Regions from separate parts of the Mus musculus genome. Here all the other regions are linked to region 3. Evidence: chromatin contacts called from public Hi-C, HiChIP or PLAC-seq and promoter capture Hi-C data. All regions are on one chromosome and are shown on one strand. Each heading gives the region's core, a stretch centred on a gene start, on an enhancer-like site or on the middle of the called end of the contact. The rest is flanking DNA. Distances are from core to core; before and after follow the strand shown.

Region 1 (2,700 bases), core at 90-2,589, 1.5 Mb before region 3:
ACGATTCTATTCCTTTAGTATTAACAGAGGCAAAGCAGAACATATCACTACCAGTTAGAAAAGAGTGGAAGTTCTCTTTAAGTCCTGACTTACATGTTTGGGGGTGCCCACTGAGTATCAACAAGGACTCCTACTACAAGTCACCCCAGATAGGTTAGAATAATCTATAAATTAAATAGAAATCAACACCCTTCCCATGTTCCATGTTTCTTGTTCTCAGCTCCCAAGTCTTCCTCCTTTGCCTGGGATGAGGATAGCATCTCCCTTATACTTGTACAAAGAAAACACCCCAACACGGTGACAAAATATTTTTCCTACTAGGAATAGAAAACAAGCCCGTCGACCCCTTAAGTTTATAATTCTGCCAGAAGCTCTCATCCTGTATAGCTCTGAGAGAACATATCCCTTGTCACTATAACATAATCAATGGTACCTGTGCTCTGAGTAGTCCTGACTACTTGGCGAGACTCAATCACGCACATGAAAAATCTCAGCTGAAACTCCTCTCTACGCATGGCTACTTCCTAGAAGTAAAGAAAGTTTAATCCAAATAAATAGATCCATAGAATATTTAAAGTGTCAAAGGTCAACATGGTCTAGGTACACTTAATACCACTGGGTTTTAGGACTTGGCCATATAAAAATATCAGCATATAAGGTGATATAATCGTTTATATACATAACAAGTCAGGATCCCCTGAAGAAACAAGTTTATCTCCTTATGCTTAGAGAATAGATGAGGCTGGCAGATTCCAGAGGCTTTTCTTTCTTCAAGAGTGAATTCAGACAGGCAGTCACCTGGGTCTAGAATACTATTCTGAAGCCTCTTTCCAAATAGGGCCTGCGCCAGAGGCGTAATTAAATTAAGAAGCTCGGTAAGTAATTTGAATGAACAAGTTAATTTTTCCTCCATTCTGTCTTTAAAAGTCTGGCATTGATTACATGTTTAAGACCTCTGGTGAATCCCACTAGAGATCACTGTTTAAAATTATTCCAGTTATATAAGGCTAGGTGTGTTGTTAAGAGTCTAAGCTAAGGTGTTCCCAAAGTTTCTTAGTCTCTGCTCTTCCCCCTAGCCCCACTTCCTGTGATCAGTCAAGCGTGTCAAGCGTGACAAGATGCACACTAATTTTCAGAAGCTAGAGGTAAAAATCAATTTAGAACTCAAAATGAGGATTTGTCGGGGAAGGCGCAGGTTTCCAAACATCTAGGGCCCTAGCGAACAGCTGCCATGGAAACCTGTGCGTAAGCCAAAAAAAGGTCACCGAACGGAACCAGATGACAGCGGGTCAAGGAGCCGAGGGACAGAGAAAACCAAAGGACGGCGGGCGCACTAACAGTACTCCAAGTGCGACGAAGAGAAAAAGCCCCAGTCTGACAGGGTGACAGGGAGATGGAGACGCGAGTCAAACGCTCCCTCCACGTCTCGGGCCTCGCCACCTCGCGCAGGCGTCCCGCGAGCCTGTAGCTCGCTCTTTGACCTCTTGTCCCACCCCCTTCCCTCCTCCGCGCCCGCCAAACGGTCTTCCGGTAGAGTAAAGAAGGTTCCGGTTCCCGGAGGTTCCCGGGCTTTGCGGTCCGCGCCCGGCCGGAAACCCCTTTGCCTAGCAGCCGGTTCCGGTTCGGTGAGTGGCGGCGGGAAACTGGGGGAGGGGTGAGGATGGAGGGAGACCGGGCCGGGAGGCTGTGTCAGGCTGGGCCCGCGGGCCTCGGCGGGGCCGAGCGGAAAGGAGGACGGCGGTGGGGACCGTGCCCTGTCTTCCGCCCCGCCCCTTGGGACCACCTCCATTCCCCCCTGCTGCCCGGTCGCGGCTGCCTGGCCCGGGTCTGGTAGTTGGGCTCACTGAGGCCGCCCTTTCAGCCCTCCGGTCTCCCGACCCGCGGAGAGGCCATCTCCCCGCGGTCACAGCACGGCCTCCTTCTACATCCCACTCTACTTTTCCAAAGAGAGAAGGCCGGTTGGGATCGCGGGAGTTTCCCGCCAGAGCAGGGTCCCCGGGAGGAAGAGCTGTTCTCTACGAGGAAGTTGAGCTGTCGCTCCCACCTGCTTCGCCTCTCTTCTTCCTTGAAACCTGAATGCTACTCCTCGCCTACCGAGTCTCACGTAAAACAATTCTCCAACTCTTTTTACCCTGTGATAATTCCCTGGGATGTGATATTGCTAGAGCCACCACCAGAGAGAAACGTCTGGACCCTTCTGCATAGGTTATGAAAACCCCCTTAACTGCCGCCGTCTCCTTACCTGGCTCATCGCCTCTTGGTAATGAATTCCCTTGAACCTTTTCTTCGTATACCCTAACGTGATCTTTCTGGATATATGCTGGCTTCCTCTTGTCTTGAGCTTGGTGATTTCTGTTTTATCAGTACCTCTACAGTTTTTCTGTTATCTTGTTGGCAATAACTTGCTCCTTTATCACTTTTAAGGCACACTTGTTAAAATTACTTACTTCACGTGGCATACTTAATTGTATTTGGAGTGATGGTGATTCTTGCAAAATTTTGTATAGTCCTTTTATGTGCAATCAACCATTTGATGTAGGGTTTTCGATGTAGTAGGACATTCTGGATGAAGTAAAACATGTTTAAGTATTCTTCATAAAGATGATTTGTATTCACGACTCTTGCTGAAATGTGGATTACTGCCCTTGAGGTTACAGTGACACCTGTAATAGTGACCTGAACCTTCCAGTTAGACTACCT
Region 2 (2,700 bases), core at 192-2,691, 1.1 Mb before region 3:
AGGATTTCTCTGTGTAGCCTAGGCTATCCCAGAACCCACTCTGTAAACTAGGCTGCCCTTGAACTCAGAAATCCGTCTGCCTCTGCCTCCCGAGTGCTGGGATTAAAGGCATGCACCACTGCTGCCCAGCATAAATTAATTCTTTCGAGTTACTCCATTTTTAGATCTTTGGCCAAGGATTTTAGCCATGGAATAAATGTTGTATCTTAAAACGTTTTCCTTACACATACTTTCGCCATACATATTACTTCATGTGGCTGTCGTACTGTTGGGTTAGTTTCCTCCATAGGGCTTTTAATGCCTTTAGCATGCCAACCTGAATCCTTCTGAGTTCTAGGGATGGAAATCGGGTCGGCCAGGCTAAGGCTGAGCCATCTTGGGGGCACATCGTGTGGCTGTTGAAACCCTGGACACATTATTTATTTACCGTAAGCCTCGATTGATTTTTTTCTAACTGTAAAATGGGCACAAATAATGTTACTTCAGAGGACTACTATTAGGATTAGATGACATAAGGAGAGTAGATTTGTTTAGCCCAGCAAAAAAATATTAAATGATGATAATACGTGTAAATAATATATTTGGCCTTCACACAAGAGAGGCTAAACGGCGTGACCCAAAATTACACATTAGAGAGCACGGCTGGGCCTTCGCCACCTCCTCGTCCCTCAGGGATTAGCAGATTCCCACTGGTTCCGACCAGAGCAGATGGACACAGGTGTAAAGGGAATGTCCAGTGACACCGGGTCCACAGTACAGTCCTGGTCTCGGCAGAGGGCCTCTGGGGCTGGAAGGGGGCTGGCTGATGGGTTTCCCCACGAACCCCACTTATTATAAGAGATGCGGTAATCCCGCACAGTGTGCGTGTTGAGGGAGCGAGGGTGGCCAGGAGATGGGCGCGCAGAGGACGCTCTAGTGGACACGGGGTGGAGGGTAGATTCACAGGGTGCGGGGGACGCAACAGCCCTGGAGCCGCAGAGCTGTGCGAACCACAGGGGCGGGCTGTGGGCACCCTAGGTCCCGCCACGTTCATAAGGCGCCAGGTCCCAGAGGCCCGGGCACTGCCCAGGAACCCGGGCCTGCGCTGTCTCCAGTCTCTCTGGAGTAAACAACGCTCCCACCCCCGGGCAGCGCCACCGCAGCCGCCGCGCGCAGCCCGCCCCGATCACCCCGCGTCCCCCGGGGATACCTGCGAGACCCCCCATCGCCGCAGTCCCCGGTTGTCGGTAGACCACCGTCCAGACGAAGAAGATGGAGAAGCCGGCTACCGAGCTGAAGCCGGAGTAGGCGGCGCGGAGGCCGAGCTGCAGCCGGGACGGGGCCATGGGGCAGCGGAGGAGCAACGCCGCCGAGTCACAGGTGCAGGGCCCGAGCTGGAGCCCAAGCCCCAGCCCCAGCCCGAGCCCGAGCCAGAGCCGCTGCCGCCCGGCGCTCCGCCCCCAGCCCGCCCCCGGTGCCAACGGCACAGCGCCCTCCCCGGCCGGAGGCCGCTCCCGACACCGCCGCTTGGCAAAGGCCGGCGACCCCTGGTGGAAGGGCAGGGTCCTGGCCTCATCCCCAGAACGCCACCTATCTAGCCTTGGCTGGCCTAGAAATACCGTCTTTACCGGAGCCGGCTACAATGATCATTTAAAAATATTTTGTATATGTGAGCACACTGTAGCTGTCTTCAGACACACACCAGAAGAGGGCATCCGATCCCGTTACAGATGGTTGTGAGCCACCATGTGATTGCTGGGTTTGAACTCAGGACCTTTGGAAGAGCAGTCAGTGCTCTTATCCGCTGAGCCACCTCTCCAGCCCCAATGAGCACTTTTTAATTTTTAAAATACTTTTGAATTTTTTTTTGAGACGTGGTGTCTCCACGTAGTCTTGTCGGTCTTGGAATTCCCTATGTAGGCCAGGTTGGCTTGGAACTCATAGAGACCCTTCTGCCTCTACCTCCTGAGTTCTGGGATTAAATTTTGAATGGGAAGTTCAAACTCATTAAAAGGACAAGTTAAGGCTATAGAAACTAGCCAGCTGTGGTGGTGCATGCCTTTACACTGGTAGAGGTGGAGGCAGAGGGAAGCAGATTTCTTTGAGTTCGAGGGAAGCTAGACCCAGTCACAAAAGTCACAAACCAAAACAAACAAGGAAAACCCATAAAACTGCACATGATGGCCCACACGTGGAATCCTGGCAATTGGGAAGTGGCCGAGGCAAGAAAACAGATCTGGGGAGCTAGTTTGATTCCCCAACTTGCCCGAAATTAAATAAGTAAAATAAAACTTGAAAAAAAATCTAAAATAATATAACAACAATTAACATATTCATTCTTTTTACCAGCCAGGTGGTGGTGGTGCTCACCATTAATCCCAGCACTCACTAGGCAGAAGCAGGTGGATCTTGGTGAGTTGGAGCCTAGCCTGGTCTACAGGGGTCAGCCAGGGCTACACAGAGAATCCCGGTCTCAAAAGACCAAAATAAGGGGAAAAAAATCTTTCTATCCATATTTCGAAGCAGTGGGTTTCCTTCCCAAAAGTTATACACACAGCACAAGATTGCTCCACACGTTTGCCACCATTTTAGTTTATTAAATTAAAAAGTGATCGTTGGCCAGGCAGTGGTGCCAAATGCCTTTAATCCCCGCATTTGGGAGGCAGAGAAGGGCGGATTTCTGAGTTCGAGGCCAGCTTGGCCTACAGAGCGAGTTCCAGG
Region 3 (2,700 bases), core at 166-2,665:
CAGCAGGTGTATGGGCGGGGGCGGGGGCGGGGGCGGGGGGGGGTTAGTCCAGGTTAATTGAGTCTGCTACTGGCCCATATACCTATTCAGGGTAACTTATTCAGTCATAATCGTAACAAAATCGTAAATTTTGACTTCCTCTAGGAAGAAAGGTAAAAAGAATGGACTTTCGGTGTAAACTTAGAGTGTTACTATAATACATAAGTTTTTCACACAAAGAAGGAGCAACAGGACAAAAAAAAAATGGGGTGGGGGGTGGGGGGAGATGCTGTGTTTGAGGAAGAAACTGCCCTTCTGATTGCAGTGACCTTCCGGTTTCCAGGCATGTTCAAGAACACACCTCCCACTTGTTTCTTTGGAAGCCAGTGTTTAACTCACCACGACCATTTACGGCCATTGGAAGGGAGCAAGAATACCAGCCACTAAAAAGCTTAAATCTTGGTTGGCCCCCCACTTTCCCAGAGGAGACTGAAAATCTGTAAGCACCGCAAAACAGCATTCATTACTCAGCCTCTTGAAAGGCTCCAGGTAGAGTCATTTTTGAATCATGATTCAACCGCCATTTCTTGTTTTGATGGAACAGTGATGGCTAACATGTTGATGGCTAACTTTATGTTTAAAAATCTCTGTGCTTAAAGCAAATTTCGACCTCCAAATGTTAAGCGCTACTAGGGGTTAATCTTTATTATTATTATTATTATGGTTTTTTTTTTAACTGCTGGTTCTGCTTCTGTAAACAAGCTTGCAAGAGAACAGATTGAAGCTTTGTATTCTTTGCCTTTGTAAACCCTTGGCTGAGGTGTCTGGGTGCTACATTCGGAATTCCATCTCGGCGTCAGTGTCTGAATAAAATCCTCTTGGTTAAAATTTATTAGTGGTCAGGCTGATGAATCTCCGGCCGGACCCAAAACAGGAGCCATCCGGATGAGAGGGACTCAGGCTTCCACGCGGCAGACTCCGTGGTGGTGGTGGTCTCATTGGCTGGTGTGTAGGTGGGATTTCCTGTCGCCATTTTAAGGAGAAGCGACTGTGCCAGCCAGTCAGTTAAGGGGCTGCACTTCAGACAAAGAGTGGGGCAGGAGAAGTAACCCGAGGCGGATATGGCTTTCAGCCTGTTCCTTTTTCCAGGCCCAGCAAGGGTAGAGTCACGTGGCCGGGGCAGCAGGGCTATTGGTGCAGACCCCTTGGGTTATTGTCACACTCTGAGTCCCAAGGGGTCCCCAGAGCTGCTCTGGGGGGGGGGGGGGCGGGACTGTAGGTGTCCAGGTTTCCAAAGGTGTCCCCGCGCGTCCCGTAGTCCACCACCGCCCCTGGGTCGCGGGGCTACCCTCACGCTGCTCCCTTCCCACAATGCAACTCCGTTCGGTGAGGCCCTGGCGTACCCCAAGAGACGGCCCCCTGCCACCGCCTGGGCGAGTGAGCCGCTCCACCTCCAACCCCGAGGGTGCGGGTGCGGCAGCTGTGGCCCCAGCTGAGGCCCCGGGAGGGCGCAGGCAGGTGCCGGGAGGCCCGCAGCCTCCGTATGCTCGGGTACCACCAGCGCGTTGTTCGCGCATCCGCTCGCACTGCCCTTCCTGGATGCTCGGTGTCCGCCAGCCGCGGTCGCCTTGCGGTCTGGTAGCCCAGGGGGGAAGAGGAGCAAGAAGGCGCGGCGACCAGCGGCATGTGACCCGCACTGCTCTACCGCACACAGCTCAACTCCGCCGGCGCGCGGGCATGGAGGGATGATGGTCTGAAAGGCCGCGCTCCCGTCCCCAAACTGCCGAAGAGAAAGGGCGACGCGCCTCGCAGGAGCCAATGAGTCAGGTTGGAGCCCCTCCGCGCCGGGCGTGTGAATGTAAGTGCTGGCGGGCAGAGTGTGGGTGGGGGGAAACTGATGCAACCAGCCCTGGGAGGAGGAGGAGGAGGAGGAGGAGGAGGAGGAGGAGGAGGAGGAGGAGGAGGAGGAGGAGGAGGAGGTGGTGGTGGAAAAGGAGGAGGAGGAGGAGAGCTGTGGCCACGCCACTCTTCCTGAAGGTCGCCGGTAACCCGGCCTTTTACCTTCCTCCGAAACCCGCCACGCGGATCCTCCCCGCCCAGTCTTACAGACCTGGGGCCACCTTTCCCTAGCTAGTCCTTGACACAAAAAAGGACATCTAACTGCCGGGGACGGCCTGGAAGGGCGGACACTTTGGTGGCGCCTTTCCCTTTATTTCTCGAGGTAAGGTGCTTTTGGAGGGCAGAGGGAGCGGCGACTTGGAGGGAAGGGGAGTTTGAACAGGAAGGGAAGGAGGTAACTCAGACAGCCTCCATGTCTCGTGGACACGGGCAGAGCGTCGCGGCGCCTTTCTAGAAGGCAGGAGTCCGGTGCCCTTCCCTGAACGCAGGGACTCCAGATACCGCCGTGGCGTACAGTACCTTACTTTGTAGACCTGGTTTTATGGTGATGGAGTGTGCCACCAGATCTGGTGTCACTTTCGCGAATTAGGAACCAAGCATGCGATGTAAGGGGCATAAGGTACACCGAGGAGTGAATCAGTCTGCATCTTGGGACTGGCCGGCAGCGGAGCCTCGGAGACCGGCTCCCCAGCGCGGTAAACAGGTGCACGTTGGCTGCACCTCCACGGGCTCGGCCCCTGTCTCCGTTCCGGTTAGTGGGATGATGCTGGCAGTGACTCACTTTCCTCTCCCTCTCTGGAGGCTCTCTCCCGAATGAAGAGC
Region 4 (2,700 bases), core at 190-2,689, 1.9 Mb before region 3:
TGGTCTCCATGGTGCCAGGCAAGAGGCATGGGTGTTGTGCACAGACACAGACAGACACACACGCGCGCGCGCGCGCACACACACACACACACACACACACACACACACACACGCATGCACGCACGCGCGCGCGCACACATACAGGCAAAACATCCATATATAAACAAAATAATAAAGAAACTGTAAATATTTCCCATGGGGCTGCCACCCAGCTCCTTCCTGCATTCATTTTAGTATTCATTCATTCAAAATGAATGTTTATGAAATGTCCAAAGTGCTTAGGCCCTCCCTGTTTGAGGCATGCGATCTTTACCCAAATCGCAATGGAAAACTGAAGATCCCTCCTGTGGTTAGGAATTTGCTTTCAATCTATTGTCTTGTCTTTTCAACACCAGGGCCTTCTTTCTCCATCTGATTTTGGAGGAAGGGGCTAAGGTAAAAAAAAAAAAAAAAAATCAAAGAAGAAGTTAAAAGCTGACCGTGTCCACCTCAGCGGGGGCACGTCCTCAGAGGAGCTGCCTGCAGAGCCTACGGAGAGCCCATTTGACCTCTTGATTCTTGAGACTGTAGATGATGGGGTTGAACATGGGGGTAAGCACTGTGTAGAAGACAGAGAAGGCCTTCCGGAGCAAGGCGGGCATGTGCTCTGTCGGGGCCACATAGACCACGATGAGAGTGCCGTAGAATACCGCGACCACACTGAGGTGGGAGGAGCAGGTGGAGAAGGCTTTCTGCCTCCCGTGGCTGGAAGGGATTCTCAGCACAGCCCGCAGGATGAAGACGTAGGACGCGACGATCAACAGGAAGGGGGCGAGTGTGAGGCAGCCCGAGATGCTCACGCCAGCCCCCCACATGACCCACACCTCTCCACAGAACAGCCCTACCACCGGAGCGAAGTCACAGAAGTAGTGATCAATCACCCTGCGGCCGGGACAGAGGGACAGAGGGGCTGCCAAGGCCAGAGTGAAGGCAGAGAAGAAGAAGCCACTGAACCAGGCCCCCGTGGCTAGGCGGACACAGCACCAGGTGCTCATGAGGACCGGGTAATGAAGGGGGTGGCAAATGGCCAAGTAACGGTCATAGGACATGGCCGAGAGCATGAGACACTCGGCTGCAGCCAGAGAGGCAAACACGTAGAACTGGGCGAGGCAGCCGACCAAGGAGATGAGGTCCCCACCTTCCAGGAAGCTCTGTAACAGCCGAGGCACGATGTTGGATGTGTAGCCGATCTCCAGCAGGGAGAAATGGCAGAGGAAGAAGTACATCGGTGTGTGGAGGGTCCGACTGGAGGCCACAGCAAGCACGATGAGGATATTGCCACCAACCGTTGCCACATAGATGGCTAGAAAGAGGGCAAAGGGGAGGAAGCCCAGGTGTTTCAGCTTCCCGAAGCCCACGAGGGTCAGCCAGGTGGTCTGGTTCTCACTCACACCACTCATGGAGATCTGAGCCCAGAAGAGAGGGAGGCGGCCATTAGTGAGCAAAAGTCTACTAGGACCACACTCGATGCTTGGCTCGCTGTTTACAATATCTTAGCAAGTGTCAGAGACAGGCTTTACCGTCTCCTGTTAGTTTAAGAGGGACCAATACCCAACATGACTCTGATGGAATTATGGTTTGAGTCCATTTGCTTGGGTCCACATCTCCTGCATAATACCCTGTTCTATAGTGCTTTCTCCCAAGCATCGTTTTTGGGGGATGGTGGGGGATGGACACACACACACACACACACCACACACACACACACCACACACACACCACACACCACACACACACACACCCCCACACACACACCACACACACACCATACACACACACACACACACACACACCACACACATACACCACACACACCACACATACACCATACACACACACACACCATACACACACACACACACCACACACACACCACACCACACACACACACACACACACTATACACACACACACACCACACCACACACACACCACACCACACACACACCACACACCACACACACACACACACACACACTATACACACACACACACACACCACACCACACACACACCATACACACACACACACCACACCACACACACACCATATACACACACACACACCACACACATACACCACACACACCACACATACACCATACACACACACACCATACACACACACACACCACACACACACCACACCACACACATACACTACACACACACACCACACACACACACCACACACACTACACATACACCATACACACACACACACACGCCATACACACACACACACCACACACACCCACACCACACACACACACCACACACACACTACACACACATCACACACACACATACCACACACACACACACACCACACACACACACACACAAATGAAAGAAAGAAAGAAAAAGAAAGAAAGAAAGAAAAAGAAAGGAAGAAAGAAAGAAAGAAAGAAAGAAAGAAAGAAAGAAGAAAGAAGAAAGAAAGGAAGGAAGGAAGGAAGGAAGAAAGACTTGGAAAACCAGAGCATCTACCCTGCGAGGTGCAGTTAGGTCCGAGTTAGTCTAGAACCTGCTCCTCTCGGAAGTTATTTGTTTTCCTGGACAGGTGGTTTGGCAATGCCCAACAAGGCTGGTGACAAACTTTGCTCAGGCTCCGGTCAGAATCTGGAGAGTTTTATTTTCTTTTTCTTTTTTGATTCCTCT
Region 5 (2,700 bases), core at 168-2,667, 1.5 Mb before region 3:
AATTTTATTTACATAATTCAATGGTCCTCCTGTTTCCTAGGAAGAGGGGAAGGGGGCAAGGTAAAGGGATAGATGAGAGTCCAGAGATGGGCACGTCCTTTCTGGGAACCTCACCTTTCTGCAGTTTGCTATGATGCCTGCTTGGGTGGAATTCGCGATGCTTCCAAAGTCCTTGACTCTACAAATCCTTCTGTGAGGGAGTCTCTCTCCCTGACCTATAAGGACCACGTTTGAAGTGAAGAACACTGCACCGCACTGTTCAGTCCCCTCGGGTTAAGCACTTGGAAACCCAAAGCCAGCGCGGGTAGTTGGTTCCCTGGTGGGGTCTCCCTCACAGAGAGGCCTCGCCCTCCAGCTGCAGCAGGGTAATGTCAGGAAGGTCGGGGGGCTCCACAAGTGGCCCATCCTCCCCAAGGAGACCGGGGCTCTCAGAGAGCTCGCAGTGACTGGTGGGTGTGGCGGGGTTAGGTGTCTCTTTCTCCTCTTCGTCCTCGTCTTCATCAGGATCACGACCCAGCAAGCCGCTGTCCTCGATCCCAGGCGAAGGTGTCTCTGGTTCATGGGGAACACTTGGGAAGCTCCCCTTGCCGCCGGCCACGCCCAAGCCTCCCTGGCGGGGCGCAGTGGTCATAATCTGGCACATGGAGACTATAGCCCGCTGGTTGGCGCACACGTCGTCCGACAGAACCTGGATGTGCGAGGCCTGCTCGTCCAGTGCCCCTCGCATGGCCCTCACGTCCTCAAACAGGGCCTGCAGCTGGGCCTTCAGGTGCTCCATCAGTTCCTTCATACCGCCGTTATACTCCCCAGAGATCACGTCCCCCACGGCGGGCACCGTGGACACCTCCAGAGGCGCTGGCATGTCGCCGCCGTCCTTGGTCATGATCTCCAGCAGACTGTCCTCCATTGAGTGGCAGAAGCGGGCGGTGGCAGCTCTGGGTCGTGTCCAGCGGGCCTCCAGGGTGGGGGAAGGGTGTGGAGGGGGAGAGGTCCCGGGAGGGACGGGGTGGAGCCCAGGGACACCTAGGCTCCCTAGAGGGGCGGGGAGCCTACGTGAAGAGAGCGGCCCCAGGCAGAGGACACGGGCGGGATCAAGGAGGGCTGAGAAGAGTCTATGGATCGAAGACCTGTCTAGGGTCCCGGGACCAGGATCTTCGGGCTTACCCAGGGGGCAAAAGTGGCTTGCCCGCTCGCCTCCAGTGTGGTACCTATGTCCCCGCCGCCCTCCCGGCAATCACCGACAAAGAGTGCTCACAGGTCACAGAGGCGCTCGCAGAGGGCTCGGGGTCGAGACGGGGACCCGCAGCGCGTCAGTCTCGGGACTCCCCCCAGCCATCCACCAGCAGTGCCCGCGAGTGCGGCTGGAGAGGCAGGGGCGGGTCTCCCGGCGGCGCCGCGGATGCTCCCCCGTTTCCAAGGCGACGCACGGCACGTAAATGACGTGTGTCTCCATGGCAACGAGGAAGTGAGGAAGAAAGAGAACAGGGTTCCGAAGCTGCAGTGAAGCTCTGTTGTATGGGCTGACGGGCGGGGCAGGGATGCTGCAGTAGCCTCAGAGAAGCTGCAAAGAGCATGTGGCTGCAATGTTTAATAGGACAGCATGAGAAAGCAGTTTGCTGCACGACCCCCACCCCCAAGCCGGAGAGAGACCGTCTGCCTGGGGGGGGGGGGGGGGCTTTTCACCCGCTCTCCGCATTCCTTCCTTGGAGGACCATGGGAGAGCCAGGTCCATCCTCCAGCGGCCCACAGGACTGGGTAGCGATTGTTAATAATCCCAGGCGAGCTGGCAGCACCAGGCTTGGAGGTGCAGAGGAAGGCGGAGGGAGGCGCGACCGATCTGCTTCTCCCTTCTGCAGCAAAAAAAAAAAAAAAAAAAAAAAAAAAAAAAAAAAAAAAACAAAAAACAATTTTCCCTCCCTCCAGAAAGCTCAGGGTGAGATACAGTCTCTTATGGGACCCAGCTGTTTCTACCCAGGTTGGGGGGGTATGAAAATTATGAAGCTAAGTACTTAAATTCCGAGAATGAAAACTCCATAACAACAGATTCCCCTCCCCTGCACCCTCCATCACGGAATCCCCAGCGCTTTAAATAGCGTCCGAGACGCAGAGAGCAGATGATGTATTTGTGGAATAGCTACTTAAATAAGAGCCACCAAGTACCATTCTCCTCCCCAGGATTCTCCAGCCCACACATAGTGGACTTCAGAAGACCTGAATACAATTTCCTTTCAGCCCTTAATGACTGAGAGACCTCAGCTGACATCGTTTTCTTGACGGACCGAATAATAGTGTTTCTAAATCTGAGTTAACACTGGACCGAAGTGCAATTGAGTGAATTATTAGGGCCAGCGCCCCTAGTTCCCATCTTTAGATGCCCACTAACCACCCCTGTCCTTTGTGAAAACTCCTTCCCCTACTTAGAGGGTAGAGCAGGAGAAGAGGAGGAGGAAGAAAATTTGGTTATAATATATTTAGAGACGACATAGGCTGGGAAGGTAGTCATCTTGTAGGCTATAACACGCTGACATCGCTTTGATAAAAGGAAGCCAAGTGGTCAAAACCCTGAGTTTACAAGACTCTGGGAAGGAGAAGTAAATGAACAGTGCTGTCTAACTGTATAAAAAATTAAGTGTGGGTGAGTGTCATTGGTCACCTGTAGTTCAGTAACTGCAAGTGTGTTTTTTAATTTCCCTGGTTGTA
Region 6 (2,700 bases), core at 163-2,662, 1.4 Mb before region 3:
AAAACACTCTCTACTTCTCCAGCCAGTACACTTGCAGGGAAATTACGTTCTACACACTCGAAGTTCTTTGTTTCCATCCTGAGAAACCCCAAAGTCTGAGGTGGTGTGGTGTGCTGGGTAAGCCCCCACACACTCCAGCATTCCCTGGGAGTGTCGGTCAGGTCCATAGAGGTGGCTTCTCCCAAGGACTTCCAGCTTCCTGGAGGAAAGCAACACAGAAACCCACTTCGAGACAAAGGAGTTACTGCTTAAATCAGGTCTTAATTTCCAAGTTTCACTTTGCTTAAAGTTCACCGGAGGACCATCTCACTCCTGAAGGAAAGATGTATTTGGGGACTCATCCTCACCCTCTTGTTCTCAAAGGAGACTTCCGGGAACATAGCAAGGGCTAGGCCGAACCTCCGCAGTTTGGGCTAAGGTGGGGGGGTGGGGAGCAAGGAAGGTAGGTGAGGCTGGAGGTCCAGGGATAGGGGAAGACTTGGAGAATGAGGTTGGGGTGGGGGAATAACTAGGAAACTCTGGCGCTTTCCCCGCCCCTCACAAAGCCGAGTCCAGCTGGAGCCACCTCCAGACTCTCTGGCCAGAGCCTCAGAGTGGCCAACAGTCCCTGGCCAGCGGTTGCTCTATCCAGGCTAAGGGCACCCACTCCCCTGGAGATTCCTGAACCTGGGCCAGGAAGAGCCGAACTAGACAAGCGTCTCCAATCCATCCCGTTTTGTCCCCGGGGTTGTCTGCAGTCCCGTTAGTCCCTTCCCTGGCCTGTTCGCCCCTTAGACCTCCACACAGGTCTCCCTCTGTGTAGGAATTCACCAGACCCTGTCCTAGCCACCCGCTCAGTTCCCCCTTCTACCTAGGCCTTTTCTAGCTAGTTGGATGGGGGATGGGTTAGGGAGGCTGTGGTCCCCGAGACTCCAGGTGGGAGCTCACGGGCAGGTACTCCGCAAAGGAGCTGGAAGGCAGGTCTGGAAAACTGTCCCCCAGATTTAGGATTCTGGACAACGTCCATCTGCTCATGCTTTGGTCCCCCACGCACCTCCCCGCCTCCTAAATTCCCCATCCCCACCTTTCTTGCTCCTTTCTGTTGCTTCGTCCTCTCTGCCTTGGGTCTAAAACTCCAGGCTTATGCCTCTGCAAACAACCCCCTCCCTTCTAACCCCAGCAGAACTCCGAGGAAAGGGGCCCGATGCTCCCCCCCTTCCCGCCTGTGGTTAGAGGGGGCAGTGTGGCAGTCCCAAGTGGGGGCGACCGGAGGCTGTCTCGGTGCCCCGCCCGATCAGGCCACTGGGCACATTGGGGGCGGGAAGCTGGGCTCACGAAAGGGGCGACTGGCCTTGGCAGGTGTGGGCTCTGGTCCGGCCTGGGCGGGCTCCGGGGGCGGGGTCTCAGGTTACAGCCCCGCGGGGGGCTAGGGGGCGGCCCGCGGTTTGGGCCGGTTTGCCAGCCTTTGGAGCGACCGGGAGCATATAACTGGAGCCTCTGCCGGGGGAAGACGCAGAGCGCCGCTGGGCTGCCGGGTCTCCTGCCTCCTCCTGCTCCTAGGGCCTCCTGCATGAGGGAGCGGTAGAGACCCGGACCCGCTCCGTGCTCTGCCGCCTCGCTGCGCTTCGCCCGGGCCAGGCTCTGCCAGGCCTCGCGGTGAGCCATGATCCGCCTCGGGGCTCCCCAGTCGCTGGTGCTGCTGACGCTGCTCATCGCCGCGGTCCTACGGTGTCAGGGCCAGGATGCCCGTAAGTCGCCCGCCGCCCCTGCCTACTTCCCTGACTTGTGACCCTTTTCCTCCTACTCCCTCCCCCAAGTACTGGTCCGGGTTAGGGCGCTAAGTCCTAAGCGCAGAGTATACAGGAGTACACTGATCCTAATTCTGCGAGTAAGGACCTCTGTCGCAGCATCTTCAGTGAGAGTCACGATTGGAGACTTTCTCAGGTCCCTGCGTTAAGCAAGGATATGCAACAGGTTTGAACACAGACGCATCACCTTCCACCAGCTTTGACCAGGACGTTTCGAGCTCAGTAAAAGAAGCCCCACACTTAAAAGTAGGAGAGAAATCGAGAGACGCCTACGGGTTGATTTATCAGCCTAGTCTAGGGGTTAGACGCTGCAGAACTCAAAGGGGCGCTAGACAAAGAACTAACTCTGACCCTGATGGGTTGAAATCTGAGGCCACAAAGAAAAAGCGGCTCCCGGCGACTTCAGCGCAGCTCTCCAGTCCCCTCCGCTATCAGGCTGGCCCACAGTAAGGTGCAGCCGGGCAGCCCTTCTTTGAAACTCGGCTCTCCCCTTGCCTCCGTTAGGCTGCAGGAATTTGACACTGAAAAACGTTGACATTGCAAACAGACCTGCTTTCCAAATGTGTCCCCAAGAGCACCCACCCGCACACACACACACTGTATACCCTACAATGAGTTACTTTACAGCGTGTGTAGCCGTGGATGGATATGGGGTCAGGCTAGTGACCTGCGTATGGCTATCGTTAGAGGTGGCAGCTGTATAGCCTCGGTCCAAGGGCGGTTCCCGCACCTTTCCATCTCCTCCCTGGGTAAGATCCACTGTCTGGGATTATATTCAGGACAACCGAAGCCTGGAAAGTGTATTAGGTAGAGAATTTTCTTCCACGTGTTTGGGCACGTTTCCGACGGGTAGGGTTCCAGCCCTGTCTTTCTCTGTATGTTACAGACTGTTAATCAATCGCAGGTGAAACTG
Region 7 (2,700 bases), core at 155-2,654, 1.2 Mb before region 3:
AGGAGTTACACTTAGCAGCTGAACAAGGGCACATGAGTCTAGACCTGTGTGTGACCTAGCAACATGGCCAACGTCCCTCTAGGCCACTCAAGACTCTGGCTTCCAAGATATCACATCTCTAGGTCTGCCTCATTTTCCCCTTCTAAAGGTTCTTGGAGTTCCGAGGACTCAGAGAGTAGATTGGGACCAGAAGGAAGCTGCCTTTCAGTGGCGGGCACCTCAAGGGCAGGGGAGCATAGTGTTCCTGGTGAATGACCGCTCTCCCTTCCCAGTTTTCTGACCTGCCAAATTGCTGGAGGCAACAGGACTGACAGGCCAAGCCAGGAAACTCAGTGGGAAGGTCCTCGGCCCCTGACCCTTGAATCTGACCTCCTCCCGTCTAAGATGGGGGAGAGGCAGGGAGGGCTTCAGTGCAAAGCCAGTCCTCAGCTGAGTTTATTAGCTGAGGGAGGGCTGGAGGCGGCTGCATTCCGACTCACAGACTGGAACATTTCTGTGATCCGCTGTAATGCACTGGGGGACACTGGGCACATTGCTGAAGTTTGACTCATAGGGTCCAGGAGTGGGGGGGCAAAGGAGGGTCATTGTGGAGGGAGAGGAATGGAAGAGGAAGAGGAGAGGATGGAAGGAAATCCCTTGAGAAAAATTTTTTTTAAGTTTCGAAAACTGCACCACCCCCCATCCCCTTTTTTTTTTCTTTTAATAGGAACAGACTGGACCCTTCTGCTCCCCTCAGCAGACAGTGGGGGCGGGGGGTGCCACTGGGGTTGGACTGGCAGTGGTTCAAATCAGATCCTGAAGTGTTCCTGAGGAGAGTCGTGTGTGTGTGTGTGTGTGTGTGTGTGTGTGTGTGTGTGGTGTGTGTGTGTTAGGATGGGGCAGGGGTGTCCGTCTGGGATTCCTTGCTCGAGACTCCAAGCGTGCCCTGCTCTCCCTGTGTGTAGCGCTGCCCTCGTTGACTTAAGTGTGTAGATGTGTGCACAGGAGTCCTTCCCCGAAGCGTAAAGCACCCTGGCTTGTGTAAACATGGATGCACGCCCGTGTACGCTGTGTATGCACGGGTGCGTGCACTCAGGTATCTGGGTTTCCGGGAATTGTGCGCGGGGCGCAGCGCCGCGCGGCGGCTGGGGCTTCCGCGGCCGCGCGCGGGTCCGGCCGCGTCCCGCGTTCCGGGTTCGGCGCTGCCTCCCGGGCGGTGAGCCGCGCCCCGCCGCGATCGGTGTCTGCCGCCAGGCTGTGTGCTGCTGAGCGAAGCCCGGGTGGTGTGTCCCAGGGCCGCCAGCGCCGGCCCCCTCCCTCCCCTCCCCCTTGGCCCGCTCTCAGACTCAGATAAAGCATTTCCTTCCATTGTCATCCTACCCGGCCGGCCAGGCTGCCAGGGCCCTCCCCCTCCCGGCCCCCTCCCTTCCTCTCGCCGTCTCACAGTCGCTCTGCAGCCTCCGGCGACCGGGGGGATGTGAGGCCGGCGCCCCGGCCCCCCGCCCGCCATGAGCCCCCGGCTCTGAGGGCCCCGGCCCCTGGATGCACAGCCCCGGCGCGGGTGAGTACCGGGCGGCCACCCCCTCCCCGTCCGCCCCGCCCTGCGCGCGGCACCCTGCGCTGCTCGCCCCGGCTCCCGCTCCGGCTGCGGCTGGGTCTCCGGCCGGTCCGGCTGGCCGGGTCCTCCGCGCGCCCTGGACCGCGCCCGCTCGCCCGGGCTCTGGCCCGCTCGCTGCCCCGGCTGGTTCCGGGGCCGAAGGGCTCCGGCCTCCTGCGGGGCGCCCACATCCGCCCGCTCCCGGGCAGCGACAGGCCCCGGGGAGGCAGTGGGAGGCCCGGGGCCGCCTGTGCAAGGGCCGGGCGTCCCGTCACCCTCCTCCCCGGGATCCGGGAGGCACGGCCGGCCGCCGAGGCCCGGGAGGGGGCGGTGCTCCGGGACCAAAGGTTTGGAAGCGGGAGGGCAAAGGCTAGGACCCACTGAACTGGCGCAGAACTTGCAGGGCTGGACATCAGCGCCCCTGTCTTGTAGAACTGGGCAGGGCCCTACTCAGATCCTGTAGCTGAGGGAAACGTCCCCTGGAGGGGTACTGGGCTGGGAGATTTCTCTGAGCATCACCCCTTATCCTTGATCACCCATCATAGAGAGACAGACACTGTGTTCAGCCTAGCAGTGAGGACAGTTAAAGGCGTGGGGAAGTGGGGGCCGCAGGCTGAGTACTGAGAGAGGTAGGGAGGTGGGGAGCTGGATCTAGCCCCCCCACCCCCACCCACCCCCAGTCTGATAGTACTGAGAAGTATGAGAACCCGGGCAAATCTGGCAACTGAACTGTCTTTTCGCCACTGCGATTTCTCCGCCAATTGAGTTGGAAGAAAAACCTAAGTCCTGCATGCAGGTCGCTTAATGAGTCCCACTTATTTCTCACTGGCTGCCGGTTTGGGGCCGACTTAGGGCTGACCATTGGTTCCCTGAACTATCCTTGCTGGCTGTCCAGCACTCCCCCAAAGCATCCTGCATCATCTGGCGGGGTTGGCTTGCTGCTAAGTATCCCTTCCCACATCCCAACGCAGCATCTGCTTGAGGCCCAGTTCTGCCTGCCAAAGTTTCAGGGTGATAATAGGACATTGGCCCTCGGTGGCCCTGGAGGGAGTGCAACATCTGGAATCAGGAGCTAGTCCTCCAGACTTTTACCTAGATTTGCTCAAATTCCATTGCAGACTGTC

Evidence for each region. Promoter capture Hi-C pulls out the DNA fragments that hold promoters and counts their contacts. A called contact is a pair of places that touch in the nucleus more often than the background predicts. HiChIP or PLAC-seq counts read pairs in DNA pulled down with a chosen protein or histone mark.
Region 1: a contact with region 3 is called in a promoter capture Hi-C map of pre-B cells, with 2.3 times the contacts expected there. The contact joins the promoter of Senp1 here to the promoter of Slc38a1 in region 3. A contact is called at or near these places in 2 of 39 promoter capture datasets (cranial neural crest and pre-B cells) and 1 of 9 other capture datasets (adipose tissue).
Region 2: a contact with region 3 is called in an H3K4me3 HiChIP or PLAC-seq map of pro-B cells, with 3 times the contacts expected there. The contact joins the promoter of Slc48a1 here to the promoter of Slc38a1 in region 3. A contact is called at or near these places in 1 of 39 promoter capture datasets (cranial neural crest) and 2 of 115 datasets of contacts at active chromatin or transcription factors (embryonic stem cells and pro-B cells).
Region 4: a contact with region 3 is called in an H3K4me3 HiChIP or PLAC-seq map of embryonic stem cells, with 5 read pairs. The contact joins the promoter of Olfr279 here to the promoter of Slc38a1 in region 3.
Region 5: a promoter capture Hi-C map of hippocampal neurons shows a contact between it and region 3, with 3 times the contacts expected there. The contact joins the promoter of Ccdc184 here to the promoter of Slc38a1 in region 3.
Region 6: a contact with region 3 is called in an H3K27ac HiChIP or PLAC-seq map of epiblast stem cells, with 7 times the contacts expected there. The contact joins the promoter of Col2a1 here to the promoter of Slc38a1 in region 3. A contact is called at or near these places in 1 of 39 promoter capture datasets (hippocampal neurons) and 2 of 115 datasets of contacts at active chromatin or transcription factors (epiblast stem cells and large pre-B cells).
Region 7: a contact with region 3 is called in a Hi-C map of Th1 cells, with 4 times the contacts expected there. The contact joins the promoter of Hdac7 here to the promoter of Slc38a1 in region 3. A contact is called at or near these places in 2 of 39 promoter capture datasets (the 3T3-L1 cell line and hippocampal neurons), 3 of 484 Hi-C or Micro-C datasets (B cells, Th1 cells and cortical neurons) and 3 of 115 datasets of contacts at active chromatin or transcription factors (T-cell acute lymphoblastic leukemia, embryonic limb bud and large pre-B cells).

Annotation. Positions count from the first base shown.
Region 1 is chr15:98,092,208-98,094,907 of GRCm38.p6, reverse strand. It overlaps Senp1 (SUMO1/sentrin specific peptidase 1), which reads left to right and starts at 1,339. Exons shown (of 18, transcript NM_144851.5): 1 at 1,339-1,625. It also overlaps a transcript of Pfkm not described here.
Region 2 is chr15:97,783,106-97,785,805 of GRCm38.p6, reverse strand. Slc48a1 (solute carrier family 48 (heme transporter), member 1) reads right to left here and starts at 1,441. Exons shown (of 3, transcript NM_026353.4): 1 at 1,190-1,441. The coding sequence starts at 1,325.
Region 3 is chr15:96,641,628-96,644,327 of GRCm38.p6, reverse strand. Slc38a1 (solute carrier family 38, member 1) reads left to right here and starts at 1,415. Exons shown (of 16, transcript NM_001166458.1): 1 at 1,415-1,837.
Region 4 is chr15:98,496,213-98,498,912 of GRCm38.p6, reverse strand. It overlaps Olfr279 (olfactory receptor 279), which reads right to left and starts at 1,439. Exons shown (of 1, transcript NM_001001807.1): 1 at 507-1,439. The coding sequence starts at 1,439. The coding sequence ends at 507.
Region 5 is chr15:98,166,523-98,169,222 of GRCm38.p6, reverse strand. It overlaps Ccdc184 (coiled-coil domain containing 184), which reads right to left and starts at 1,417. Exons shown (of 1, transcript NM_177716.3): 1 at 1-1,417. The coding sequence starts at 907. The coding sequence ends at 332.
Region 6 is chr15:98,003,436-98,006,135 of GRCm38.p6, reverse strand. Col2a1 (collagen, type II, alpha 1) reads left to right here and starts at 1,412. Exons shown (of 54, transcript NM_031163.3): 1 at 1,412-1,727. The coding sequence starts at 1,643.
Region 7 is chr15:97,830,199-97,832,898 of GRCm38.p6, reverse strand. It overlaps Hdac7 (histone deacetylase 7), which reads left to right and starts at 1,404. Exons shown (of 25, transcript NM_001378971.1): 1 at 1,404-1,540. The coding sequence starts at 1,522. It overlaps Gm33636 (a long non-coding RNA gene), which reads right to left and starts at 2,213. Exons shown (of 4, transcript XR_001781759.2): 1 at 1,594-2,213.